Regions from separate parts of the Mus musculus genome. Here region 1 is linked to region 2. Evidence: chromatin contacts called from public Hi-C data. All regions are on one chromosome and are shown on one strand. Each heading gives the region's core, a stretch centred on a gene start, on an enhancer-like site or on the middle of the called end of the contact. The rest is flanking DNA. Distances are from core to core; before and after follow the strand shown. Region 1 holds the start of 9530026F06Rik (RIKEN cDNA 9530026F06 gene). Region 2 has its middle 82 kb from the start of Icos.

What was found. Hi-C and Micro-C count contacts between places; a contact is called where the count stands out from the background.
Region 1: a contact with region 2 is called in a Hi-C map of uterus, with 9 times the contacts expected there. The contact joins the promoter of 9530026F06Rik here to the enhancer-like site in region 2. A contact is called at or near these places in 61 of 484 Hi-C or Micro-C datasets (the AtT-20 cell line, CD4 T cells, CD8 T cells and 34 more) and 3 of 115 datasets of contacts at active chromatin or transcription factors (astrocytes, bone marrow-derived dendritic cells and embryonic forebrain).

Annotation. Positions count from the first base shown.
Region 1 is chr1:61,377,108-61,380,040 of GRCm38.p6, forward strand. 9530026F06Rik (RIKEN cDNA 9530026F06 gene) reads left to right here and starts at 1,325. Exons shown (of 5, transcript NR_040483.1): 1 at 1,325-1,449; 2 at 1,903-2,061; 3 at 2,889-2,933.
Region 2 is chr1:61,058,642-61,061,676 of GRCm38.p6, forward strand. No RefSeq gene overlaps it. Among named protein-coding and RNA genes, the nearest start is that of Icos, 82 kb to the left of the region's middle. Within about 2 kb of position 1,475, at least 4 of the 459 cell types and tissues checked have an H3K27ac peak or open chromatin away from gene starts, as enhancers often do. A contact at or near this core is called in Th17 cells and uterus, where this site is marked.

The DNA of each region.
Region 1 (2,933 bases), core at 75-2,574, 320 kb after region 2:
TGGCTTGGTGCTAGTTTTAAAGCTGGGCAGGCAGTCAGAGCTTTTATGTTGAGCCAGGGGCAAGCCGAGGGATTGCTCTCGGTTTTTTGTTTTGGTCTGTTTTTTTATTTTTTTTTTTTGGTTTGGCTTTCAGCGTGATGACAGAAAGGACCCGCTAGGGGGCAGTGTGTGCACAGGTTTCAGCCAAGCAAGCCCAGCGGTTTATGGCCGCTCAGGTAATCCTGAAGGCAACAGGGAGATCCAAGAGTCTTGAGAAACAAAATTCACTATATGAAGTTATTCTTTAGGTGGAGCAGAATAAAGCAGCCCGAAAAGACTGCACAGGAGAAGAAAAGCTAGTGACACAGCAAAAAACTGGGGGATGGTTATTTTAAAGGTTTCACCGCACCGGAGCGCTTACGGCTTGATACAGGAATTATTCGGTATTCTCCTTAATGATTGCTAAAGGGCTTTTAATATTTTTATTTATTACCTTTGACATTTCATGTTTCTGAAATCCATGCAGAGCCGTGATTCATTTTTCTTGTCTATTGTAGGTAGCAGTTAGAATTCAATTAAAGTTAACCACTTTTAATTGGGCAATGATAGCTGATGTTGCATTATTGAGTGCTTCAATGTTCTGAGGGGTTTACTTACATTTTCTTTTCTTCGCTAATGCTCCTGGATAAGGAGACTTTTATTAGTTGTATTTATTCCCACTGGAGATGTGGAGAGATGGTGTTGATACTCACTCCAACATCCCAAGCCTCAAGGTCTAGACCAGAAGCCATTTCTCTTAACTATTTTGCCGTTTTCCCCTAGAGTGCACAGCTTCTCACACCTCTTGTTAAAATGTAGATGCTGATTCATGGATGTGGGTGGAGACTGAGAGTCTGCAACGTAGGCCAGTTTGCAGGTGACTGCAGTGCTGCTGCGTTTTCCATGGGCCTCATTTTTAAAAAGTGAGCACCTGTGTCGAGGTGAAAGGTGCAGGCGTATACAGATGTGCATGATCTAATCCCTACACTCAGATACAGATGTGCATGATCTAATCCCTACACTCAGACAGCCTGTGAGTAGGAGAGATGAAGAAGGCACATGTCCAGGACCACAGAGTAACAAACAGAACAATTCCATTGATATGAGAACAGGACTTGCTGACAGGGGGTGAAATGGACCCCAAAGCTTTGAAGGGTGCCTGCGGAATGAGCAAGACCTAACTCACAAAGCATGACCAGCAAGCCTAGTGCAGACACGGGTCTTGCAAGGGTTGTTCAAAAGGACAGGGAACTGAAGGAGGGAGGGGCGAGGAAGGGAGGTCGGAATGCAAGTCACTCCTGGAATTAAGAAACACTGTCTAGAGGACGCTCAGAATGGACAGCACCCAGCTGCTCAGGAAACCTCAGTGCGGGGTGAGATGAACCAGGAAATAGATGGCGGTAGAGGCGGTGTTGACAGAGCACAGAGGAGGTAATCTGAATAAAAAGAACCTGTTTAACCCAAGTTCTGGGATAGGACAGTACCATGCACACTAGAGGAAGAGTGCCTAGACCTGTTTTCCCATCTGTCCATAGAGAAGCTATGCTGCAGCCATGGTTCAGAGCAATGCGGCTCTCTCTCCATCGTAACATATCATGAGTGCCGCAGCAGAGGAGACTCCAACTCCGAATTCTGTTTTCATTAGGGCTGGGCTGGAGCTAGGAATTTATGTCTATCTTCTCATGTTTATTTGGTTGATAGGTATGCGCAGGCAACACTGAGATCTATCACTCGGGAGCCACGGTTCTCAAGTGAGCAGCCTCGACCGACCGGGAGGCAGCTTTAGCATCGGTGGGAACTGATGGGAAATGCAAATCTTGGTCGGGTTCCCAGACTCATAGAGTCAGAAACTCAGGGTGAGGCTCAGAATCTCTGTTTTAACAGACCCTTTGGTGATTCTCAGGCAAGTCCAAGTTTGAGCACTGGTGTATTCTCAGGCCTTCCAACTCCAAGTGTGGTCTAGCTTGGGACTTATTACATTAGCAGAGTCTGGGACCCGGCACCTCGCAGCTACTGAATCAGAAGCGCGGGTCAAGAGACCAGGTGAGGAACGTGTGTGTTAAGGTAGGGAAGCACACTGAATCCCAGGGAGGACAATTTAAGGTTCTAGAGTGGGAATATAACATCATGGCAAGAAAACGTGGAAGACAGAGTTTGAGCCGGAGAGAAGGACATGGACCCAAACGCATATAAATCATCTTGGTCCTGCAGGACTTACTAAAAGAAACCCCACAGAGGAAGTCTGCTTGTTAGCATCACTCCCCAGACCTTCCTCCCGAATGCTTCCCTTCTAGACCCCAACAGAGAGCTGCCAGGCCTGGGGTGGAAGTCTGCATTGCAGAGCGCAGGGCTCCCTTAGTAGTGGACTTCTGCCAGCCATCGATCCAAGATTAAGATCTCCCTCTGCAATACAACTGCACTCAGGCCCCGGCTCCAGCTTGTAGAATATTTTTGATAATAAGAAAGCCTAAATGAAGCATCCCTTCAAAGGCCTTCACCATTAATTTGGCACAAGGAAAAAAGCCAGCACATTAGAGCAGGTTTTCCAGTCACCCTGCCTGTGTTGTAGAACCTCTGAATAGACATCCATAATGAAATTACTCAGAATGGAATTCATTACCTGACTTAAGATTTATTGCTTTTTAACTAGAAATATAAGGCTCCGCACACTCTGCTCCCGGAGTTGGCTGTGCGAACGGTCCATTCCTTCTCTCCAGTTTGAGTTCGGGGGAAACCCAGCAGAGGAAATGCTAATCGGGTGCAGGGGTTGTGGGCAGAAGAATGGGCTGAACAATGCGGCTTCATTAGGACTGGCACATTGGAACCCCAGGACTCTGGTGCTCAGTTCTGCTTCCACAATCTCACCACAGGGACCACGGGCCAGTCACCTCCCAACTAGCATAATTGGAAAGACT
Region 2 (3,035 bases), core at 225-2,724:
CTGCCTAGCAGAAGATCTAGAACTCACCTACACACACTTCATTGTAACTATCTATCTGTATCACAAAGTCCCATAGACTCTTCCTTTAAATTAGCCCACCACTTTCCTTTTTTCTCTGTTTACTTCTGTGACTCTAGTTCAGACTGTGGTGGTCATGTGAAAGGGATATGCTCATCTCTCTGTGTAGGGTTTTATTCCTGTTCTAGTTTCTACCATATCAGACAAAGTGTTATCTTCCTAAAGCAGCCATGTTTTCATAACGCATTCTCTAATGATGTCAAGACAGGACTGTGTGCCTCAGTGGCTAAGAACTTCTTCATCAACCTTACTTGAATTGCTTTTTCTCCTATCAAACAGCATCTCAACACCTAAGTCTTTTCTTCTCATTGAGTTTCCATGTACTACACTTTGCCAAGTGTACTTTCTCTTCTGACCAGAATTTCTCCATCTGATCTTATCCAGTGGCCACTGTCTTATGCATATTTTATGAATGGAGTTTTACTTTTGCTTATGTGAATTTTTGCTATGGCATTCAACTTCTCATCCAGACATCGTTTCATGTCTCACCACCATACATGTGTGTTGAAAATCTACTCCAAGGACCACCTTCTTCACGAAAACACTTGTAGTGGTCACTCATAAATGATTTTATCCTTTCTATCTATGCTATTCCCTAAGATTCATGAACTATTGAGCTTGGGTGTGTTAGCCATGAGGCTTTTTTATATAGGGTCATGTCATCTCACAACTGTCTCATTCACACTTCATTCATAAAATTCTAATGTGTCCCTTGAAGCATTGCCTCATTAAAGATAAAAGGCTTAGAACCACAGCTGGCATGGACTTGATCTTTGCTAGGTTTCCTACTTCTTCCCTTTTCCTTTTCCCAGAAGGTTATTGGATAATGTTGTCTCTTCCAATGCAGGCATTACATGCAATCATACAGTAGTTCTTAATACTTATTGACCAGAATGTGGTTCACCTACATACCCATACACCTGAATCTGACATTAAACACGATTATGCATGAACTCCTGGTTCATATTATTCATTTCTGAAATCAATATTTTATAATCCTGAAACCTAGCAATGTACTGCTGGAATGCTCTTGTCACCCTACTCACTGATACAGTTCAAAACTGGTCCAGAATGATTCTGTCCCGATGAGTCGCCGTTACCTCTTAGACACTTTGCCTTGAGACATGAGGGCTGTGACACCCGCAAGCATCACAGAAAGTATCCATTTTCCATTCTCACACTTGCCTTGCTTTTTTTCTCTTGGCACAAGAGGAGACCAGAGATGCAGAAATTAGGAAGCTGGGCTGAAGGGAGTCCAACTTTCCAGTTCTCCAAACGCTCTCCTGGAAAGCCGCACTTCTGAGGACGTAGTCGTTTTCACTCACGCTTCCAAGAGGGGTCTTGTTCTTCTCAGATGTTCTTTCGCGAACTTTTTAACTCACTAAAATTAAAACATTTGTTTCTGACTTCCCGAACATTGTTTATAGTTCTCAACTGCTGGCCAGAGTGAACAATTACCCCCTGGAATAAAAGCTCTCTAAATCATGTTTATTTCTGCCTCAGCTATTATCCATGAAAGCTTGTTTGAGTTTTCTGTAGGGTGATAAGATTGATGTTGCACACAATTATCGTCAGCCATGTATATCCTGAAAACAATCCCAGTTTGGCAGTAGTCGTTCTGAAAGCAATATTCCTTTGCTAGCCTGTGTTGTACTATGAAACAGATCCTTGCAGAGTATCTTAATCATCCAAATCTAAGATAACATACTATTTATTTCAAATGGTCAGCAATGTTCCAAATGCCACTACAAATTAGATTAGAAATTATCCAGTTCGAGTGTAAACATCCCACTAATTTACCTAGTGTCTGGGACTTTTATTTGATATTCAGGAATTTTAATAATTTAATGTTGTTTAGCTCTCAGTTCGACCTTTGCTTTCTGGACATTTAGAACTTCTCTGTATTTATTTAAGGAGATCAGAAGTGCTTGGGATAGGGGACTGGGGTTCTGACTGCCCGGGTGGTTGCTGCAGCAGCACTATAGCGTTTGTGAAGAGAAGGTGGGAGTAGTTTACAGACTTTTGTCTGTGTGGTTATAGAGGTGACCCTCTGGATCTGCTCTTTCACAGACCCACCAAAGTGGCCCAGCTCTGCCAAGAGAGTACCCTCAGTGACACAAAATTTAGCAAAACTGATAAGATGGCCAAATTCTGTTTGAGCATTCCCAGGATACCATTGAAACACATCCCCTGTGTGGTTAAGACTTTAGAATAAATGAAATCTTTTCTACTTTTTGCCTGTTAGTCCTTTAACAAATTTCTTAACCATCTGATACTCAGTTTCCTATCTGCAAAATGGGCATAAAAATATCTTCCTTGAGAGTGGACTGCAGAAGTTGAGTGAGAAGCATCTATCTAATATAATGTTAGAAGTTTCTGCTATCCAAAGTTCCCTTCCTTTTTTCTTTTTATTTATTTTATATTTTAGGAATCTGCTTAGAGATATGATGACTTATTTAAAGCTATAATCATTTGGAGTTGGAAAGGTCTCTTTCTTCCTCTTCCTTTTCTCCTTTATCTTCTCCCTCCCTCTCTGCCTTCCCCTCCTCCCTCCCTCCCTCCCTCCCCCTCCCTCCTTCCTCCCTCCCTCCCTCCCTCTCTGCCTTCCCTTCCTCCCTCCTTCCCTCCCTCCCCCCTCCCTTCTTCCCTCCCTCCCCCTCCCTCTCTCTCTCTCTCTCTCTCTCTCTCTCTCTCTTTCTTTCTTTCTTTCTTTCTTTCTTTCTTTCTTTCTTTCTTTCTGTTTTTCTTTCTTCCCTTCTTTTTGAAAGAGTTTTGTGATTTAGCTCAAGCTGGTCTCAAACTTCTAAACTCCTATCTTGGGACCCTGAGTGCCATAGACGGGTTACGGGTCTGCATTATCACCCCCTCCTTCCCTTTTAGACCATCAACCTTCTCAGTCACACTAATTCTCAAGGATCCATATGTTGAAGCATAAATTACTGATAACCTAAACTTTT